2 separate regions of the Mus musculus genome follow, and region 1 is linked to region 2. The links are chromatin contacts, called in public Hi-C maps. All regions are on one chromosome and are shown on one strand. The core of a region is the stretch at or near the end of the contact, and the rest is flanking DNA. Distances in the headings are between cores, read along the strand shown.

Evidence for each region. Hi-C and Micro-C count contacts between places; a contact is called where the count stands out from the background.
Region 1: a contact with region 2 is called in a Hi-C map of granulocyte-monocyte progenitors, with 1.6 times the contacts expected there. The contact joins two enhancer-like sites. A contact is called at or near these places in 2 of 39 promoter capture datasets (embryonic stem cells and neutrophils), 22 of 484 Hi-C or Micro-C datasets (the Ba/F3 cell line, CD4 T cells, CD4 single positive thymocytes and 13 more) and 3 of 115 datasets of contacts at active chromatin or transcription factors (CD8 T cells, embryonic forebrain and embryonic stem cells).

The regions. Positions count from the first base shown.
Region 1 is chr2:49,877,844-49,883,562 of GRCm38.p6, forward strand. All of the region lies in intron 2 of Lypd6b (LY6/PLAUR domain containing 6B), which reads left to right. Among named protein-coding and RNA genes, the nearest start is that of Lypd6b, 93 kb to the left of the region's middle. Within about 2 kb of position 2,923, at least 1 of the 459 cell types and tissues checked has an H3K27ac peak or open chromatin away from gene starts, as enhancers often do. A contact at or near this core is called in granulocyte-monocyte progenitors, where this site is marked.
Region 2 is chr2:49,767,662-49,773,021 of GRCm38.p6, forward strand. It overlaps Kif5c (kinesin family member 5C), which reads left to right. Exons shown (of 26, transcript NM_008449.3): 26 at 3,503-5,360. Among named protein-coding and RNA genes, the nearest start is that of Lypd6b, 17 kb to the right of the region's middle. Within about 2 kb of position 3,715, at least 51 of the 459 cell types and tissues checked have an H3K27ac peak or open chromatin away from gene starts, as enhancers often do. A contact at or near this core is called in granulocyte-monocyte progenitors, where this site is marked.

The DNA.
Region 1 (5,719 bases), core at 1,673-4,172, 110 kb after region 2:
TACACAGACTGGCATACCTTTCTGTTTGCTTGGGTGTGCAGGAAATTCAGAACCAATAACTCATTCATTCATTCATTCATTCATTCATTCATTCTATAAGCCAGTATGGAGGACCACTGCATGCCAAGCACCGCGAGGGAGACTGATTCTTGTCTCAAGAACCCAGGCGAACCTTTCTTTCTCAAGGTGGCTCAGGTTTCAGGCAGGAGCGGTTTCATTGCACTCTGGAGTCCCTTGCTTAAGATGCTCGCCTGGGGAGGTTGAGCATGCATTTTCCCATGGAACCTAACCCTTTCTCCACTCAACTTATTAGCACTAGAAAGGAGGCAGGCTCATTTTCCTCTCAGGTGTTGACAAAGGCTGCCTTGTCCAAGGGCCAAAGGCCTTTGGTGACTTGATTAACGCACAGCCTGGCTTGTGCCGATTTTCATACGGAGACCAGTGGATGTCATCTGCTGCCTCATTAGGCCGCCACTCTTCCTGCCCCCCTCGTAATGGTGTCACTGGAGCACAGAATAATCTTAGGTAAATGCTGAAAGCATTCACAACAGAGGTAACCCAGGGTCGGCAGCGACAGATGCTCCAAAAAGCAATTCTTGTTTCCCTCTGCTCTGTGTAGAGTGCAACAGGCATGGTGGAGCTGGGCCAGTTAAATGTTTGAGGACCAGGGCATGCAGAGAGCCAAGACTGTAAAAAACAAAAAACCCCATCTCATTCGGACGATCAATTTTTAGAAATCAGGGGCGGCAGTGGAATAAGCTGGACAATCATTTTGGATGTTGAGGTGGAAGCTTGCTTATTCTAACGTAGGCAGAGAAGGGCCCTCAGACCTTTCATAGCACATGATATGGACACTGTTTAGGAACTCTGTGGCATTTCCAATGGCAGTGGGAGGAGCCATGCTGCTTATAGTGGCTCAGGGAGGACTTAGGTTACACTTGGAGAAGTTCTTCCTGTCTAGGGACTGCAGCAGCCCATGGAACAGAGTAAAGAACACGAACCCAGCTTTATTCTCTCTCGTTGTAGTTGTTTTGATAGTAGGTTGTTATTTTATTTACCAAAATGGACTCCAGAAGCCAGTTCCTTTGGTTGATCCCAGATAGTGCTCTAATTCACCACAGCATGGAGCTCTCCTTGGCCAGGTGGAGGTGAGAATTGTTCAGGGACCTCTTCCTCACACTGGAATACCAGCGGCAGTGAAGGCCACTTTAGTAGGGCATTGCTCCCCTGTAGTGAAAACTGTCTTCGCTGTCAGATCAAAGCCTGCTTAGGGCTTCATGCTTAACAGGATACACAGGTCTCTCACAGAACCATTTGGGTTGGGATTCAGCGTCCTGTCCCCTTCCAGCCGGACTGTCTAGATTCGACATGATGGCGAGACTTCTCTTTGCCCAGTGATGCTTGCACATAGGCCAGTGCCATTTCTTGGAGGGGTGGGGGTGGGGGTGGGGGAGTCCCAGAGCCGATTCACTGAATTCCATCATACACTTGGAATTGGTAAGGGTGAGCTCATTCAGGGTTACAAGGACAGTTTCTGATTCTCTGGGGCTTGGATGGATCTGACACACACCCACTGGGTCACGAAAGCCCAGGTCTGGCCTAGGCTCTTCAGGTCATATGACTGCCTACACTTCAGCCTTGTTTTAGGGCATGTCTGAAGCATTGAGCTCTGTTCCCATACCACTGAGAGAAGGTTTTCTATTACTATTTAATTGAATGAACAACAACAAGTGAACAAACAAAACTAACAACAACAAAAACCAGCCCACTGTTTCTGAATTACTATTGCACCGGTCTCGTAAATTGTAAGAAAATGGAACAGCGTGGAAAGAGTTCCTTGTCCTTCCTTGAACGCTCTTTCTTCCCAAAGGCCCTTTCTCCATCTGCCCTGCCTTTCCTTTTCAGCTAGGCCAGAAAGATGAGAAAAGGGCCACAGTTTGAAAACAATTAAACACTGTGGAGAGGTACTTAGTCAAAAATTAATCATACTGGAGATTTCTTATCTGTGAATTTTATTGCATATGTAAGAGCATTTTGTTTGGCTGTGTGTCCTATGTGCAGTTAGCTACTAGCAGCTCCTAGTAAACACAGACCCTGCTTTCCTGCAGCGTCCTTGCTGCATAAGGAATTACAAAAAAAAAAGCGCAAAAGAGAGTTAGTGAGACCGAGAAGGTAGTGAGTGCAGTTACATGGAGGTTTTCTGATTAAGTGGAATTTTAGCACAGTCATGTGGATCCACTAAGTACACAGAATGACTGTGGAGGACGGGGACATCACAGGCAACAGAAACCATCTGTACAGAGGTTCCCAGGCTGGAATGTGTGTAGTATGTCCACTTGAGTACAGAGAGATACCTGGCATCTGCAAGGGGCTTTGCTCCTAGAGGAAACCAACTTCTTTTGGTTTGTCCTCCCCTTGCTCTGCAGGGCCTGACTGGGCATGTGCCAGTCAAATATCGAAGCTCTCAGAAACCTTGTTGAACATGTTTTCTGATTAAATTGTACAGACACGTTAGCCAACAGAGGGCATGGGGAGGGAATGTGCAGAGGAATTTGGATTTTCTGCAGTGAGTTCATTAGGCTTATCACTAGACAATTCATCTTACTAAGATGTTGTGTTTTAAATGAATAAATAAAATGGCTAGAGGCTTGCGCTTATTCATTATTGGAATCGGAATACGTGAACAGCGTCAAAATGCAAGTACTGGGGAAAGATACTTTGGGAAAGTAGGTCTCTCCTGTTCTGTGCTTTTTTTTTTTTCTCAGAAGCAACTGATGTTAGCAGAGCCTCGGAATGTTTCTGCACACTCTCCCGTCCTTACGAACACGGCAGCATGGCAGCGGTAACTAACGTTAATGTGCTCATGCAGAACTTGGAGCTTCTGTTTGTCAGAGAAATGCACCAAGTTGCCAACTTCCTGTTAACAGCAGAGTTGGGAGAAGACCACAGTTAACCCTCTACCTACTGATAGCCACTAGAGCATTTGCCTCTCTCACTTCAACAAATACTATGATGGAAACCCATGCACATTCTTCCTATGGCACAGTTGTAAAGGTTTCTATAGGAAGGATTTCTAGATGTGTGCTATAAGATGAAAGAGAGTTATCTATTTTTTTAAAATATTTTATGTATAAACATATTTTTTTTTCTTTTTCTGAGGATTTCTGAAATTAATGTCAGTCACCAGATCACAAAGAAAGGACCATAATGCATGACCTAAGTAACATACACACATGCAAAAAAATTACACCTCTGCATCATTTCATACTCCACAACATGATAAAGAGAAAATTCTTGAAAGAAGCCAGAGGTAACCAAGCAGGTGATGTGTCAAGGAGTAAAGAAGAGGAAGCTACACATGTGGCTTCCTCAGAGAACTCCTGGAACAGGAAGTGAGTTGAGGGAGACAGTTCTGAAGGAAAGCAAATACAAGTTCCAATTCAGTATTTTCATAATTTACTCTACAAAGGGAAGGACAGTCAGGTGTGGCGGTTCACACCTACAATTCCATTGCTCTTCTGGCCAAGGGAGAAGGAATGCAAATTTGAAGTCAGCCAGCCTGGGCAACTTGATAAGATCCTGTCTCAAAAGAGGAGAATGCCTTTTCTCCCTTTAATTCTCCCACCCCTTTTATTGAAGTAGCTCCCCCCCTCCATCCCCTGCCACAGATAGTATATCCTCTGTATAGTTTTCTCTTCCTCTACTCCCTCGGTTCCTCCCCACCTCCCCTCACATCTGGATCTACCCCCATCCTGCTTTTCATCATAAAATGAAGAAGCTTCTAAGGGATAATAATAAAATATAATCAGACGAAACAAAACCTGACATACCAGAACAGAACAAATGATGAGACGGAAAAGAACGCAAGGGAAGGAACAAGAAACAGATACAAAGACCCGCCCACTCCCCAGTCAGGAATTTCACAACAACGGGAGCCATGTTATACACACAGAGGACCTGCAGAGTAAAAGAGTGGGAAAAATCTAAGTAGAATAAAAATAAAGAATAATAGTAAGATTAAAAAAAAAAAAACCCACCATGACATGACATCAGGAGAGAAAGAACCTACAATGATAATGCTTGAGTTTGTCTTCCGTTGGCTATCCACCGCTGGGCATGGGGTCTACCATTAAGAGTAGGTTGTTTTCCCAGTGAGACTCCCATTGGAGGAAACTGAAATTTCGTTTGTAAGTGGTTATCAATTGGAGACAGCTTCTGGGTTAGGGACGGAAGGTTGTGTCCACTTCTCCGTTCAGCTCTGAACCCCATCTGGTGAAGCCCCCGGCTGGCCCTGCTCATGCCGCCTCAGTCTCTCAGAGTTTATATGTCCACTGACCCTGTTGATTTAGAGAGCCATGTTTCTTGTTTGCTCCATCCCCTCTGGTTCTTACACTCTTTCTGCCTCCTCTTCTGCAGGGATTTGATGGAGACATCCATTTAGGATGAGTGTTCAAAGTCTCTCACTCTCTGCATACAGATGGGATCGGCTGTGGGTCTCTGCCTGTGTTCTCCTCAGCTGCCTGAGCTGGAGGAAGTTTCTCTGGTACTGGCTGAGCAAGGCACTGACTTGCTTCCTTTAGTATGCTTGTATCTTTGTCCCTGTCCCAGGGATTAAACTCAGATCATCAGTCTTCCTGGCAGGCCCCCTTACCCACTGGGCAATCCTACCCGCCCTAGATACCTATTTCAAATGTTGGTTGATATCACCAGATTCCATCAATTTATACTACCACTAAGACCAAGAGCCCTGATTTCTTCCATCCTCAGCAGGACAATGGGTTGCTGTTCTTTTGTGCTTGTTCATTTGCTGTAGTTTAATCTGCATTCCTTTGCAAGTGAGGTAGACTTCAGACAAGAACCATATTTGGCATTAGTCCAGGAATGTTGTCTGTGTGACAGATTATTTGAGAATTTGGGGGACTTCTGAGAAAAGTAATGTATGAAAAATTCTATAAGCACCCCAGGGTTCTTACAAACAGAATATGACTTCTGTTCTTAGGGAGTAGACTTTTATTCAAATCTTCCAGTTTATCCTACTGGTTAAGATGTCTTGTCATCTCCAACACTACTCATCTAGTCTGTGTCTTTTCTCAGAGTGTTTAAGAAACAGGTTTCTTATTCTTCCTGACAGTTGACATTTTTTACCCTTTATATTTTTGTAGACTATTGTGTTAGGAACATCATTGTTATTTTTGGTTCAGGTGCATTTTCAGCATGGATTATTCCTTTAAATAATTTTTCATATGTGTGTGTGCATATATGTGTAATAATGTGTGAAACATGTTATGGAAGTACATATGGAGGACTAAGGTTGACATTGGGAGTCTTCCTGGATGGCTCATCACTTTTTCACTGGAGCAGGGTCTTTCTGTTGAACACAGAGTTAGCCAATACTCTGGCTAGCCTAGCTAGTCAGCTTTCTGTAGGGATCCCCTGTGTCTGATTTTGGAGTGCTAGAACCACAGGCAAGCCACCATATACAACCAGCATCATGCACAACCACCTCACATCTCATACATTCAGCATCATGCACACACAGTACCATGCCCACTCAGAGTCATGCACACCCAGAGACCTGTGCTCCCAGCATCATAAACACCAGCATCATGCACACATCTAGTATCACACACACCTCGCATCATCTGCACCCCACATCGCACGCTGTTCTACCTCATGCCCACTTGGCATCCCACTCGCCCAGCATTTATGTGCCCTCTGA
Region 2 (5,360 bases), core at 2,465-4,964:
TTCTGCACATGCTCACACCACCTAACCAGGCTTCTTATTCTGTGTTCCAAACAGAAGGGCCAAACCAAGGTGGGCCTGAGACCAGGAACTTGGAGCTTCTGTGTGCCCGTTCTTGAAGTTTTGACTTTGGATACCTTGTGTATCCTTCGAGAGGATCAGTGGTATCAGAGGCTTTAGTGTCTATTTGTCACATGTATCATACAATTTAAAAACTAAAGCATTAAATGAATGATTCACTTACGTAAGTTACCAGAAGTGAACATTTTTTTTAATAAAAAGTTAAATTTTTAATTTTGTGTGTATCTGTGTGTGGGAATGTACACATGAGTACAGAGGCCAGAAGAGGATTTAAATCTCTTGGATCTGGAATAACAGATGTGTGAGTGATGGGTGAGTGACTAGTGAGTGATGGGTGAGTGACTAGTGAGTGACGGGTGAGTGACGGGTGAGTGATGGGTGAGTGAACTGGCTGAGGAGGGTGCTGGGAACTGAACTCTGGTCTTCTGCAAGAACAATAGTGGTTAACAATGGTTAACCACTGAACCATCTCTCTAGCCCCTTTACTTTATAAGCAATTGATTTTTATTTAGTTATGTGTCTGCATGTCTTTATGTTGGTATGTGCATATGAGTGCAGGCATAACTAGCATTTTTAAGGAAAGATTCGTTTTTTTAAAAAAAAACCCTCAGCTAATTGGCATTATTTTACATTTTCGTAGACCTCTTTGTCTCCTTTAATGGATAGCAGCTACTTCTCGGGTCTGCTTGTGCATCTGTTTCTCTGCATGGCCTTGCCTGGAGTATATGAAGACAACAGCTACCCTTATCACTTCAGAGAAGATTCTTGGCTGTTTCGAGAAAGGATTCAAGGGATACAAGGGTCCTTATGTAGGAGTCTGACAGGACAATATGGAAGGCATTAAAGGAAACCCAGACAAGAACTTAGCCAAACTTGACCTTTAGAGTACTAATCTTATAGCTGTTGTGAGGTCAAAAGGAAAGTAGTGTGTCTGTAGGGACCAGGACAGAGGGACCTGAGGTGGGCACTGCTGGTGGCCTGGAGACTACCACCCAGAACTCAGAAGGCGACGCGGTGGCACCAGGAAGACCTTGCTTCAGTAGTCTGGGTTATGCACTTCTCCTGGTCAAAAATGCGGAACGGTTCCTCCGTGGCAGATTGTATCGCCACGATAAGCAAAGGCAACTGGTAATTCTTATAAATGGGGATTGAACTGTAGAAAGGCGCAGGGAAAGATAAAACTATGTACTGTTTGGATTAAGCTTAAATCTACTGCAAGCAGTTTCAAAAGCCAAAGTTGAGGGTTGGAGTCCAAATATGTCTTGCAAAACCCTTCTGTGTATAATTAGCTTCTTTCTTCAGCCTTCTCCACCCCTTCTAGAGCAAGGTGATTTTATTTCCTTCTAAATCTGGCCACAGGTCCCCACTCTGAATTGCTGGCCTCAGGTTGGCTGAGCCTCGGGTCAGTGCACTGCCTGGTCTCTTGACCTGGTCCCTTGCTACTGCTGGGTGAGAGAGCGTCTCTTCTACAGGCCTGGGCAAGGAGCATAACAGAAGCAGATCTGCTTTTCCATTCAGCAGCCTGTCACAGTCCACCTTTCTCACTGCCCCTGAAGTGAATAAAGTAAGCTTCCATTGTGGCCCCCGTTTCTTTCAAGCTGTCAGCCCAAACGTGCTGGAACTTGTACTGGGGGGCGGGGGTGCAGTGTGGGACTTGAATACCATCTTTCTAGTGGAAATCTCCTCCCTTCATGGTCTGCTGGAGTTCTTGAGGCTGGGCCACAGCATTTGTGTGCTGAATGCTTCCTGTGTCAACATGGGTTGGCTGCTGTCATTGCTGTAGGCCATAGTCTCCAGGTAAGGTCTGCAGCCAGCACCTCCCTGCCTGCAGGTACACAGGAAGACCAATCCCTTCTGCCCAGTGGGATGGTGCGTTTGAAGGAACAAACCCTCAGGTGAAGTAGGATCTCGGTGCTGCTCTCCAAAAGCCTTCCTTTGGTTTTCAGCTCACAGTAGATTGTAAATGACTGCATCATTCTGCACTCAGCAGGAAGGACAAACTCTCAAGAAAGGTCAAATGTGAGACTCATCCTTCCTATAAACTGCTTTATCTCTCTGTAACTTCTAAAAATACAAGATTATCATCAAAGGTTGTTTCTACTCCCTTTAATCAGGATGGTTGTAAGCATGGGAAATGACAGACTGAGATTCCTGCATATTTACTCTGTGGGTCCAGGAGAAATGGCTGTTCTTAGAAAGCACGAACTGTCCCCTCACCTGCCAGGTTTCTCTTCTGTTCCATGCTCCTCTTTCCTTTTTCTGTATTCATGCATAATTTATGTTGTGTTTATTTACACAAAATATGTAGTGCTGCTTCCACTATTCTGAATGAGGAGGCTGTAGAGAAACAACTTGGAGACAGTACTGTGGCAGGGCTGTGAGGCCTCACAGGTGGACAGAGGCTGGAGGCAAACAGGAAGTACAGTGTGTCAGGTTATGGAGTCTTGTTCAAACTCGGGAGCAGATGAGTTTTACTTTGGCTCCATCATATTTCCTGTTGTGCCACTTCCTTTAGCTTCCTAGGACAAGGCTGTGCCTGCCCATTGGGTTCCTTCCTTCAGCCCGAGGGTTCCAGGACCTCTGCCAGAAACCCACAGGGCAGATTACAGATGGGTCAGGGCCCCATGATGCTGCCAGGGGTTGACTCTTTTGCTATGTTGAGTGTCAAGCTTACAAGAGTTAGTGGAAGATGACTCAGGGCTGGTTTCTAGTCAGGAGAGGTCGAAGACTCCCACCCTGGGGACCTGCCCAAGGTCAGATGGACAGACCTCTACTGAGAGTAAACTGGAAGCGGGTGCTGTACTGAAATCTTCATGACACCATTGGTGTGGAACACACTTTCAAATCAGTTCTCTCTTTGTAGAATGCCTGGGTCAGGACCATGCCTGACCTGCCTGGTGATGTGTGTCCTGGTTAATGAGTGATGTCTGATTGTCCCCTGGGACAGGAAGTGCTTTGTGCTATTCCGATGGCACACAGATGCAGAATGTACTGACTTTTGGAAGAGACTACCGTGACTGGGTCAGGACAAAATACTTAGATGCAGGATGGAGGAAGCTCTGTTATCCATCATGTTAGCCGAGTCTCAACTGAGAAGCAGTGAGGGCGAGCAGGAGACATCAGGCTGAGCACACGCACGGTGGAGTATGTGCCAGTCCCGCAGTGGCAACACTGTTGTGAAGAATAGCAGCATTCGTACATATTGAAGTCGTATTTTAATACTGAACTACAAAAACGTATCCTTGAGATTAGGTTTTCCCTTCAGTTTTACCTTTTAATGCAGATTCTGAAAGAAATAAAATAAGAGGCTCGAGTTGTACTTGTATTGGACAGCTCTACTCAAAATGTCTAGACTGAAACAGACGTCTGAGGAGTGAATCTGCTGACCACTAATGCCTGTGTTCTCTCTTTCATTTCTCAACAGATATGACTCCACGTAGCATGAAAAGGACTGTAGTAGTCACCAGTTCCTTTCTGTCCCCTCCTATACAGTTTCCGTTTCTTTTTACACTTGCTTGCCCAGCCGTCTGTAGTACACCAGATTCAGGTGTTTGCGCTGTGTAGAATTTGTGTGCACAGATACGTGCTTGGATCCTTCTCCTAAGAAGTTGGAAGGAGGGGGTTACGCAATACCCACTTCCTGCTCAGACCTCGCCACTTCTCAGCCTCCGGGGTTGTGTGGTCTCTGGAGGCCCCTGCAGTGCACTGGCCCCTTGGAATGGAACGCCCTGCTGTGCCATCCTAGAGGGACAATCAAGTGCAGTGGAACCAGTGACCACGCTCTGCCTCGACTTCTGGTTTCCTGTAAAATAAACACATTACTTTATATTTTTAGGGAACAAAAAAAAAGTGCTGCTATAGGGTTCAAAATTTTCATTCTGAACACTTTTCCAAAACCAACCCCAGAGAGCATTTTAAATATCCTGGTCATATCTTTGGATCTGTAAAATAGACCTTTTAGTATGGCACCTGTTAAAATGCAAAGCAGATTCCTTCAAGGCAGAAAAACAGTTTGACAATAGCAGTGTAGAATTTGCTCATTCAGACACATCTATGAAAATGCGAAGAGTCACAGAATTCACCTCCAAGCTGCTCGCTGGTGAACCTGCAGTGACTAGTCCTGGCCAGCCCAGTTGTTTGAACATCATTCCTATACAAGAGTTGAAAATGCTGCAGAATTGGGTGAGTGGAGATGGGGCTGCCTCCCCTCCTCACAGCTTCCTCCGGATGCCCTGGAAGCTGCCTTGGGCTCGCCTCTTTTTCTAGCAAACCATCGCGTGCTGGAGGAGATATTCCTAAAGAGATCCAGCGTCAGTACAGTAGTTGGAAAAGAATTCCCTCAGGGGAAAGTCATTGGTGAGATTTATGCCTTGTCTGTTTTTATTGTAACCTATCATTGCAAACTGCTGATTTGAATTCTTTCTTTGGCACCAGATAGGCTTTTTCTTCTTTGAGGCACAGTTAGGGGGGAAAAATCAGTATAACTGGATTGGGGTTTGTTTGTTTGTTTGTTTGTTTTGGGGTTTTTTATTTGTTTTTTGTATATTTAATTATTACTTTATTCAGATCCATGAATCGAAAGGTGACTACGTTCAGTTGGGCATACTAAAAGGATCAGTTGCCAAGTAGTCAAGCGTTTCAAGAGAAACTGGCAGGCTTCAGTGAGTCGCTACTATGTGCTGCTATTTGTTTTCATGAATTTGTGGTTTAGATAGTAACATCCCCATTCATCTCAGAGAAATGACCCATCCTGTCATCTTATGTGCCCAAGAAGTGTGAGCTCACACCTTCTTCTGAAGCTGGTACCCCTGGAGTAAGGGGAGACTCTAGGCTTTCTCAAGGCTGTGAGGGTGGGGTAGAAAAAGTTAATGTGTGTGCTTATGCACATGCGTGTGTGAAATGTTGATGGCTGTGTATATTACCTCCAGGATTCTGTTGTATAGTCCTTTCCTAACACTGATTTGACTTAATTTATTTGTTAGATGTTGCCCTTTATAACAGTGTTTTGTTTTTAATTAGGTGTGAAAAGAAGACAACTTCTATTGAAGTATTTATTTTACAAAGATGATTTTGTGTTTACCTGTGTTCACTTTGTTTCATGTTGTTGCCACTGTTGGCTGCTATTGGAGTCTGATGGAGGGGTCCTTTGCAGGGCAAGTCTGCAAACCCCGTCAGTACCAACTGATGCCAGGTTAGAAGCTTGCTGTCTATGTTTGCTTCTGACTCGGAAACTGAAACGTTGGCCTTTAAGAGGGCTACCAATGGGATGCGTCTTGTCTAGA